Regions from separate parts of the Gossypium hirsutum genome. Here all the other regions are linked to region 1. Evidence: chromatin contacts called from public Hi-C data. All regions are on one chromosome and are shown on one strand. Each heading gives the region's core, a stretch centred on a gene start, on an enhancer-like site or on the middle of the called end of the contact. The rest is flanking DNA. Distances are from core to core; before and after follow the strand shown.

Region 1 (3,360 bases), core at 284-2,783:
CGGGGAAACTATTAGTCAAATTTTTATTGATATGTTTTATATATTTGCTCGAATGGAAATATATATGATTAAACCCACTGAAGGTCAATCCGAGGAAGTACCAAATCATATTCGACATGATACAAGATATTGGCCTCACTTTAAGGTAAAATTTACACAGTCTTTATATTTTTCAAATATAAATTATTTCTAACTTTTATCTCATTACTTGTATTTATTTTAAAAGATTGTATTAGGGCCATAGATGTAACCCACATAGAAGCATGCATTTCGCCTTCTTGTCAAATATCTTATATTGGACGGAAATGTAAACCAACTCAAAATATTATGGCAATTTGTAACTTCAACATGTGCTTTATTTTTGCATTTCCTGGTTGGGAAGGAACAACACATGACACTACAATTTTTCTACAAGCACTTAGAAAGCAAGAGTTAAAAAATCTCCACACCCTCCACCAGGTTCAAGTTTAATTTTTTTAATTAATCTTTACATAAAAACAATATTAAAATTTTTAATTTATTTTTAAACTTGATATTATGTTATACTTTTTTGTAGGAAAATATTATCTTGTGGATTCAAGATATCCACAAATGGCAGGCTTTTTAGGTCCATATATAGGGGAACGATATCATTTACATGATTTTTGTCGAGGTAATCGTCGAGTATTTGGAAAAAAAAGAAATTTTTAATCATGCCCATTCTTCATTACGCTCTATGATTGAACGAATATTTGGAATGTGGAAAAAAATAGCCAATATTAATAGATATTCCAAGTTATTCAATCAAGAAGCAAGTTTAATAGTTATTGCAACAATGGTTTTGCATAATTACATTCGAAGACATGCTTGGTCAGATGATGAAGATTTTTGACAATTTGAGAATATATCCAATATGCCAGTCTCTTCAGGCCATTTTGATCGAGGTGAATCGAGTTCTTCTAACAGTGAAGGTGACCTTAAAATCGCGATGTTAAGGGAAACCATTGTGACTAGTTTAATAAATTCGTCTTTGTAAAGACATTTTGTATCGTAACCTAATTTCTAATATTAATGAAACTTGTTATGTCTTATGGTATTATATTTTTTTGTATTAAAAATCATCCGGTTAGATATTTCAAAATTTGATCCAAGTATAATATTATTATGTGTGAAAATAATATTTATCATTGTTATAAAAAAATTAATAACTATAAAAAAAATTAAAAAAATTATCATTTTATCTAATTAATAATTTAAATTGATTATATAATTGATTAAAATATTTATAATAAAATATTGAAAGATACATTTTAATATTTTATTAAATGAATTTATAAATTCACATATTTTTAATAATTTCGTAAAAGTAAAATAATTAATTTTTTTATTATATATCATTTTTAATCTAATATTTTTAATAATCATTTTGTATTTTCAACTTATTACTACAGTTACATTTAAATCTAAAAACACGTTCTATCATTATTTTTAATCTCATTATCAAATCTCATCGCTATTTTTAATCTCATCAGAAATAAACATATCTTCGTCTAATCTAAGCATAAGTTGTCACCAAACTCCCAGCAGCACAGTGCACGCAATACATTGTAGTTTCTTAACCATGAAAAAGAGAAAGTTCCCACGTGTCAACTCATCGAGTCGATAGATCTACGAAACCTCTGTAATCCCCGGTGTGAGACTCGCATTTTCCCTTTCCCCAACGCCAAATTCTAAAGGCAGTGAGTGAGCGGACTCAGCGCCTCGCCCCCCCGAGTCTCCTCGTCTGACTCACCTCAGCTCCACGAATCATCGTAAGATCATCATCTACGATTTTCAACTCATCAAAACGTCAATTTTGATTTTCCTTTTCGCTTAAAATTTCAATCACGTTGACTTAGGGTTTCCAGCGATTTGGAACTTTTCTTTTTTTGTTTGGTTTCTAAAATGAAGTAAAAAGCTTATAAATGAAGTAATCAAGCGATTAAGCTTGAAAATTTTCGATACATTTTTTTATAATTTAAAATTTGGATTTCTTTTAATTACTACTGAGTACTAAGAGTGTGGCAAAGGTACGAAACAATGACGTTTTCTCAGCAATCAAACGGAAAATAAATCATTTATGATGCTCAAAACTCTTTAACTTTATAATTAAAATTAGTAATTTAATCTTTGACAAAAAGAAATTAGATTAATACAGGTGCAGGAAATTCAGTTTACTTCCTTTGGGTCGTAACAATTTTATATAATCAAGTATTTAATGATCAGAATTCTTTTTTGTTTTGTTGCGATCGCCTTTGTGCTTTATAGATTAACGAGGTTCTTGTTTGGTGATTTCTTACTGATAATTTACATAGTATTACTGGATTATTGCATGGATTTTATGGTCCATTTATATGTTCGGATTCATCTGTAGTTTTAGTTCTTGGAAATGCATTTTCATACTAGTTTCGGACTTTTAAGTTCAGTACCAAATAAAGTTGTCACGATTCCACCCAGCTCGTTGGTCTGCATTGTGATGTATGCTCCGGAACTGTCTTCTTTGGGCACCTTCACTCTTAGGTGTATATTTATAGATTCAAACCCAGATCTTCACACACAAAGGAAAGCATTCTACAGAATTTTGGTTGCCAATTGTCACGATTCCACTGAGTTGTAAGTCATGATTCCACTTGTCTCGATGGTTCGTGATGCATAATCCAGAATTATCTTCTCTGGATATGAATAGGTCTTTCATGGTTTGTGTCGCCGCATATTCTAACCCACGTCCTCACACGCAAAGGAATGCACTCTGCAGAACTCTGGTTTGTGTCCTCGTGACACAATCATCAGGCTGGTTCAGGTCATGACAAAAGTTTTTCCTCTAAAGGAATTAGAATGTGGGGAGTCTCTTACTTTCTTCTTTTTTTGGTAGCAAGGATTTTTGCTAAATTTAAGTGCTCTGTATTTTTCTATTCTTTTGTTGCTGATCTTATGGATGGCCATTCTACTTCATTTGTGAATTTTTCTCGTTAATATGGTCTTGCATTTTATCTATATGATTATAATACCCTATGGTGTGGCTAGTTTGTTATGATTTATCGGTTGCTGCACGAGTTAAGATTATGTTTTCTTTTTCCAGCGAAAGGATGCTGTAGGCGCTATAGGGGTTAAACTATGCTAGAGGGGAAGCTTGTCGCCTTGTCCTGTAAGTAGATAATCCATGGGCTTCTCAGTGCTTCAGAATCGTTTGCTCGATTACTGTTTGATGGGAAAGCTGATGAAGGTGATTCTTTGGCATGGACAGTATGAAGAACAGCAGTATAGTTTGAGTTGAAGGTACGATTACATTGTTTAGCTTTTCCTCCCTTGTTTCCATTCAGCCTGAGCACTTCCTTATTGTTT
Region 2 (3,722 bases), core at 831-3,330, 150 kb before region 1:
ATTTTATTGGGTAAAGAGGGTCGAAATTAAATTGTAATTTTTACAATAGCAAAAATATAATTTTACCATTTTAATAATCTATATCTTTATAATTTTTAAAAGATTAAATCAAATTTCTATTATTTTTAAGGGACCAAAGTGTAATTTTATCTTTATTAATTTAAAATTTTAAAATTTTAAAAGGTTTAAATGAAAATTTTTCTATTTTAGAGAGGTCGAGCCCCTGCCAGCCCCCTAATTATGCTCCTGCTTGTGACACATTTTTAATTATTTTTTAAATAAATTAGTGTAAAATTAACTTGTGACATTAACTCAGTCAAAAATTTAAGTAATAATATATATTTTAATAATTTTTTAACTAAATTAATATTTAGTTGATTAATTAAGAATTTAAATAATCATATACTATAACCTTATCACTAGGGGTGAGCATTCGATCGAATCGAATAAAAAATTTTCAAGTTATCGAGTTTTCGAATCTCATTTTATCATCCTAACTTTATTTGAAGTTTTCTCGAATCGAGTCGAGTGAGATGGAATTCGAATCGAATCGAATCGAATCGAATATATTTGTTCAAGTTAAATTTTAAAAAATAATTTTGGGTCCTTGTTCCCATCATAATAAAATTTGTCCACCTTAATCAAATTTTTTATTAACTTTCATCACCTCATAATTTATTTATTAATTTTTTATATACTGGTTAGCTTCTTTGCTTACTTAGTTGTTTCAATTATCTTCAGATTCTTGTCACTATGTATTTTGAAATTAAAAAATATATTAAATGTAAAAATATGATTCGTTTAATAAAAAGTTGTTTTAAAAATAAAATGTGAAATTGATATCAATATAAAATTTTAACACGAATATTTTATGGCATAATTAATAATTCAATTTTAATATAAATATTCAATATGACTAAACAATTCAATAATATAAATAATATAAAATGTGAAATTTAATTTAATAATATAAATAGTAGATATAAATAAAATTATTACTATTTATGTTTAGTGATATTTGTTTTTGGATAATATTAATTTTTTATTTGAGAGTAAAGGGTGAGAAGTAAAAGTTTAGGGGGAAAATAAAAAGTTTTGGGAAATAAAAGTTTGAGGGAAAGTAAATAGGGGGAGTAAAATTTTGGAGGGAAAATATTAAAAAAAATTGGATCGGGGGAGGGTTTGGGGTAGATGAGAGGTGGGATGGGAAGGGAATAAAAGTTTTAGGGGAAAAGTGGGAGGGGAGTAAAAGTTTTGGGGGGAAAGTGAGAAAGAGTAAAAGTTTTAAGGGAAAAGTAAAAAGGTTTGGGAGTTTGGGGTAAAAATGTAAAATATTATAGTTTGATATTCAAATTATTCGAATTATTCGAGTTATTCAAATTCGAAAACTCAACTCGATTCGAACTCGAAATTTGAAAAAAAAATTCGAGTTGATTCGAATAACTCTATTAACTCAAATAACTCGATTCGTTTAACTCGAAATTCAAATTTTTTTTAATTTTTTTCGACTCGAATCGAGTATTGCTCACTCCTACTTATCACTAACAGTTTTTAAGGTTTGATTTACTTAGTTGTAATGTCGTTACTGCACAACGACAAAGCTAGCTGCTAACTTACGCTACACAACGTCACTACCTGCTATCTTACGCTTGTAAATTTGTTTGGAATAAAGCGATATCTAGTCACTGAACTTGAGACCATTTTTCACTTTGGTCCTATTTTCTTTATTCCATATTAGTTCTGAAAATTGATAAGTTTTTTTTTAAATTTGGTCCCTAAATTTAGGTTCCATTATCCCAGGAAAAATATGATACATTGAGATTGTGCCACATCATCATCTACATTTTTTAATATTTTCTTGTATTTTTTGGATAATATATATTTTAAAATTTTAGATGCTTTTGTGAATAATCAAAGTTTAGGGATCAAATTGAAAAAATTATCAAGTTTCAGAATTGTAATGGACAAAAAATTAAGGACCAAATTGATAAAACTATCAAATTTAATGACTAAATGTTAATTTATCCCTATTTATTTCAACATTTTAAAAATATTTAATTAGGAAAAACGAAATCTGACAACAAATAGCGCCCTATGAAAACCGTCAACTACCCGCCAGATAAATTCCACTTCCCCTCTTCTCTATACACACACAACATTTTCACAGGTAATTTTCTCACTCAAATAACATTCACTCTTTTCTTTTTTTCATGTAAATGAATAATCCCAACTTGTTATAGCTTTCTTTATTCTCTCTTTTTCTCTGCTATCGTGGTGCTGGTGGCCTGTAAGGAAGTAAGCTTTGCTCTTTTTTATTTATTTATGTATTTTATAAATATTGTTGCTATGTTTTATTTTTTTTTCTTTTTTGCATTTCGAATTCGATTTCTCGATGCCTTTGAAATTCTGGGCATGTTTAATAGATACGGTTCAGCAAAGGTAGCGCACTGGTTTTTGAGTTTCACACCGACTTTGTTTTTACTTTGATCCTAAACTTCCATTTCATTGCTGTGATTCTTTGAAAATGTGTCTAGATCTGAAACCTGCTCTGAAAGTTTTAACTTTTTCCCTGATTTTTTTGTATTGATAAATGTAGTTTAGATGAGAAGTGATATGATAAATTAACAAAATGTTACTAGTGAATCTGTCCGGTACGAGGAACAACTATTGGAATGCAAAATTGGATAGGAGTGGTTTTTTTGGGTTCATTTAGTAGTAACGTAATACGAGTTATTGGAATGTAAAATGTTTTTTTGAACTTATATGTGGTTTTTGTGTTTATATAAATTTTCGAATTTAATTGATTCCTTTTTCTTTTCAGATTGACCAAATTGGTGTTGTTTCAGAACTTGATTCATGAACTCATAACACCGTTGCTGATGGCTTTCGGGCTGTGGTTCACATTGTTTGAGCTTTTACTCAAGTTGTTTCTTATCTTAGCCTTTGTGAAAAAGGGCAGTGCGGGAATTACAAGTACTTTTACTCGTACGAAATGGCAATCTTTTGATATCCCTCTTGACCATAAAGTACTTGCAATTCCTAATGGTTACAATGCTCCGCAACAAGTAAGTAATACACATCAGTAACCCCATTATTGTAGCTATTTATTTCAAATTATTCCTACAAATATTTTCTTTTCCAATCAGTATTAATTGATGATGCAACCATTCATTGCCAATCTCTATCCAAGTCAGATTCATGTTTAGCCAATTAAGATACTGGTTTTTCACATTTATTGGTTGTATGAATGAGGGTTAAATGGATGATTAATGAGGTCTTATCATATGAAAACCACAATAGCTTTGTTTTAAATTCTGTGGAAAAGACAGTCTTTAAGAGAACAATTTTACCAAGTGCATTGAAAAATTTACTCTTTAAGATGATCTCTTACCATTGCTATCTAGTCCAGGCCATTGATTGATCCTCGGAATTACAGCTTTGCTAAGAAATTGTTTTAACTTCATTAAATTTATTGGTGTAGGTGCATATTACTCAAGGTGACTATGATGGAAAAGCTGTAATGATATCATGGGTTACTGCTGATAAACCTGGGTCTTCTAGAGTACAGTATGGCACATCAGAGAAGAAATATGACTTTAAAGCTGATGGCACAGTGGCTAATTACACCTTTTACAACTATAAATCTGGCTATATTCATCACTGTCTTGTTGATGGTCTAGAGGTAAATATCGAACAATGTTATCTATAGCATGAATATTCAA
Region 3 (3,388 bases), core at 402-2,901, 220 kb before region 1:
CATCTTGCCACAACCTAATTTTCATCAGTATATTTTGCAAAATAAATAGTAAATAAGTAATTCAGATTAATCAATTTGCTCGCTATGGAAATTGATTAGAAACAAACAATAATTAACAAAAATGTTAGGCTGATTTAATTGAATATAAATTTCAATTCCACGATCCTATTTTTTCCCCCTAAATACAATCCAAAATGAAAAACCAAATTCCACAAAATGGCGCATTGAAATTAATAATTGAGAAGAAAAAATGAAGACAAAGAAAAAACAACCTAATCTTTTATCAGTGCAAAATAAATAATAAATAACTTAATCAGATTAATCAATTTGTTAGGTACGGAAATGAAACAATAATTAACAAAAATGTTAGGCTGATATAATTGACTATAAATTTAGATTCTACGATCTTTTCTTTTCCCCTATATACAACTCGAAATGAAAAACCTAATTCCACGAACTAGCGGATTGGAATTAACAATTGAGAAACAAAAATGAAGACAAAGAAAAAACAACATAATTTTTTATCAAATTTCGCAAAATAAATAATAATTCAGATTAATAAATTTATTAGCTACGAAACTTTATTAAAAACAATTATTAACAAAAATGTTAGGCTGATTTAATTGAATATAAATTTAGAATTCTACGATCCTATTTTTGCCCTAAATACTGTCAGAAATGGAAAACCAAATACCACGAACAGACGGTGAAATAAACAATTGAGAAATAAAAATGAAGAAAATGGGGGAAAAAACCCCCTAATTTTTATCACTTTTTCACAAAAAAAAATTCAGATTAATCAAAATTTCAGCTATGAAGATTTATTTTAAAAAGGTGAAATTGAATATAAAATTAGAGTCTACGATCCTAACTTTTCCCTAAATACAGTCCGAAATGGAAAACCAAATTCCACGAACAGACGGAGGAATTAACAATTGAGAAAGAAAAATGAAGAAAAAGAAAAAAAAACCTAATGTTCATCAAATTTTCGTAAAATAAAAAATAATTCAGATTAATAAATTTGCTAGCTACGGAAATTTATTAAAAAACCAATAATCAACAAAAAAATGTTAAGCTGATTTAATTGAATGCGAATTTAGATTTTACGATCTTCTTTTTCCCTTTCTAAATACAAACCAAAATGAAAAATTCGACGAAACTTGCGCAATGGATTTGAATATCGAGAAGCAAAAAATAAAAACGAAGAGAAAAAGAATACGAACCGGCCAGCGACATAGAGCCAAGCGATGCAAGAGAAAAAAGCCATCAACAAAGAAGGCTTGGATGTTTGCAGATTCTTCGATCTCCATCGTTTATCTCCTTTAGTGGTTGTAGGTAAACCCTCCATATCACACTCTTAACGCATATACAGAATCGAAACAGAGAATTGATCGCCGGTCTCTGATGATCTCTACTTTTATAATTCGGATAATTACAATGAACGAGAATGCGAACTCAGTGTAGGGATTCAAATCAAGTATGAAAAAGAAATGACGGAGAATCAAAGACTAGAAGAAACAAACGGAAATTTGAAATGAAATTAAAAAGAAAAACGAAGAGAGAGATCTGAGAGCGGTAACTGACGATGGGTTGTATAGGCCAAGCCCACCTAGATTCGGCCTACACCGAACTTGGACAATCCCACCAATTTAATTTTGGTAATTTTTATTAGATCTTGGCAATTTGTACAACGAATTCAGATATTCCCTATTTAATATTTGGAATTATATTTGAATTTAGATTTTAAAATTATGGATTGGAAGTAGATGTGATTGGTATTTTACATATTTATTACTTAAATTTATATTATTAATTTGAATAACAGTCTAAAATCCGGATATTTAAATTCACATGTTGTAAAATGCTTATAAATTTGATTATGAATATAAAATATTAGCTTAAGGTCTAAAAAGTTTTCAAACTTTAAAAAAAAAAAGTAATTAATTTTTTGCATTTTTTTGCACTCATTTGTGTACTTGAATTTTTAAAATGCATCAAAAAAATCCTCAAACCTTTTTTAAAAAAGCAATTAAGCCCCTACTTTTTTTTTACATTCAAGTGGGTACTTGAACTTTCAAAATGCATCAAAAAAACCCTCAAACTTTTTTTAAAAAAAAGTAATTAATCCCTTGGCTTTATTAAAAATTAGAAAAAAATTAGAAAAAATTAAAAAATTAAAAAATTATTAAATTTTAATAAAAATATGAAAAAATTAAAATTTATTAAACATTAGAATTTTTTTATAAAAATCATAAAAATATAAAAAATTGTAAATTTTTATAAAAATCATAATCAAATTAACGACCCCTAGTTTTTTTATGATTTTTATAAAATTTTACAATTTTTTTTATATTTTTAAAATTTAATAATTTTTCTAAAATTTAATAATTTTTTATTTTTTATAATTTTTTTTCTAATTTTTAATAAGAGCATGGGTTTAATTGCTTTTTTGAAAACTTTTAAAGGTCTTCTTGATGTATTTTGAAAGTTCAAGTACCTAATTGAGTGAAAAAAGCAGGGCTTAATTGCTTTTTTTTGAAGAAGTTTGAGGGCCTGTTTGATGCATTTTGAAAGTTCAAGTACTTAATTGAGTGAGAGAGAGAGAGACAGAGACTTAATTGCTTTTTTTGAAAAAGTTTGAGGGTTTTTTACACCTTTAAACCTAAAGTATTCTAGCCAATTCAAATTCAAACTTTTGCAAATTAGGATATCCAAAAAAAATTGAAATTAGTTTTATTTTTGCAAATTTGGCATTCCTAAAGATAATTAAATTTTTTCGAAATTAATTTTTTTTATAAATTCGAATATCTGATAGATAATTTATAAATAATATTACTCAAATAATATTATAGATAATAAATAAATTTAAATTTTTAGATAGATTTACAAATTTCGATTTACGTAATTTACAAATTACAAACATTTACTGCCCTTCTTACACACCCACCATGTGAATGATATAAATAGTTTGTACTAGATCATTACATACTTATCAACTAAATTTCAATTGATTTGTAAATTTATAAAAAATCCATTACTTTTATAAAACAATAAATATTATTTTGGAAATATTCTTATTTTTTTATATAAAATATAAAAAATACCTAGGCATACTTTAGTAATAAAATACATTGACTTAACTCAAACATTAATATTTTATAAAAGTTTCATCAAAACAAGGTCTTAAATAACAGAAGTTTTATATACACATCATTTTCAAAATGCACGTAGGCGCCACCCCCTTAAAGCATGCATGATATGGACACAAAACAAACATTTCACAATCTAAACAGCTATTTGGTGTATCCCTTGATCAAACTTCCTTCAATCAACATATTCTGAGAACGAAAAAGAAAAACAGAGTAAGTTCATATGAACTTAGTGAATT

Evidence for each region. A called contact is a pair of places that touch in the nucleus more often than the background predicts.
Region 2: a contact with region 1 is called in a Hi-C map of leaf, with 1.8 times the contacts expected there. The contact joins the promoter of LOC107962904 here to the promoter of LOC121218322 in region 1. A contact is called at or near these places in 2 of 34 Hi-C or Micro-C datasets (leaf and petal).
Region 3: a contact with region 1 is called in a Hi-C map of leaf, with 1.8 times the contacts expected there. The contact joins the promoter of LOC107962907 here to the promoter of LOC121218322 in region 1. A contact is called at or near these places in 2 of 34 Hi-C or Micro-C datasets (callus and leaf).

The regions. Positions count from the first base shown.
Region 1 is chrD06:23,670,345-23,673,704 of Gossypium_hirsutum_v2.1, reverse strand. It overlaps LOC121218322 (protein FAR1-RELATED SEQUENCE 6), which reads left to right and starts at 1,533. Exons shown (of 3, transcript XM_041095397.1): 1 at 1,533-1,790; 2 at 3,098-3,294.
Region 2 is chrD06:23,824,055-23,827,776 of Gossypium_hirsutum_v2.1, reverse strand. It overlaps LOC107962904 (bifunctional purple acid phosphatase 26), which reads left to right and starts at 2,080. Exons shown (of 10, transcript XM_016899456.2): 1 at 2,080-2,167; 2 at 2,822-3,065; 3 at 3,482-3,682. The coding sequence starts at 2,880.
Region 3 is chrD06:23,889,289-23,892,676 of Gossypium_hirsutum_v2.1, reverse strand. LOC107962907 (hydroxyproline O-galactosyltransferase HPGT3) reads right to left here and starts at 1,651. Exons shown (of 12, transcript XM_041095401.1): 1 at 1,224-1,651; 2 at 1-14. The coding sequence starts at 1,348.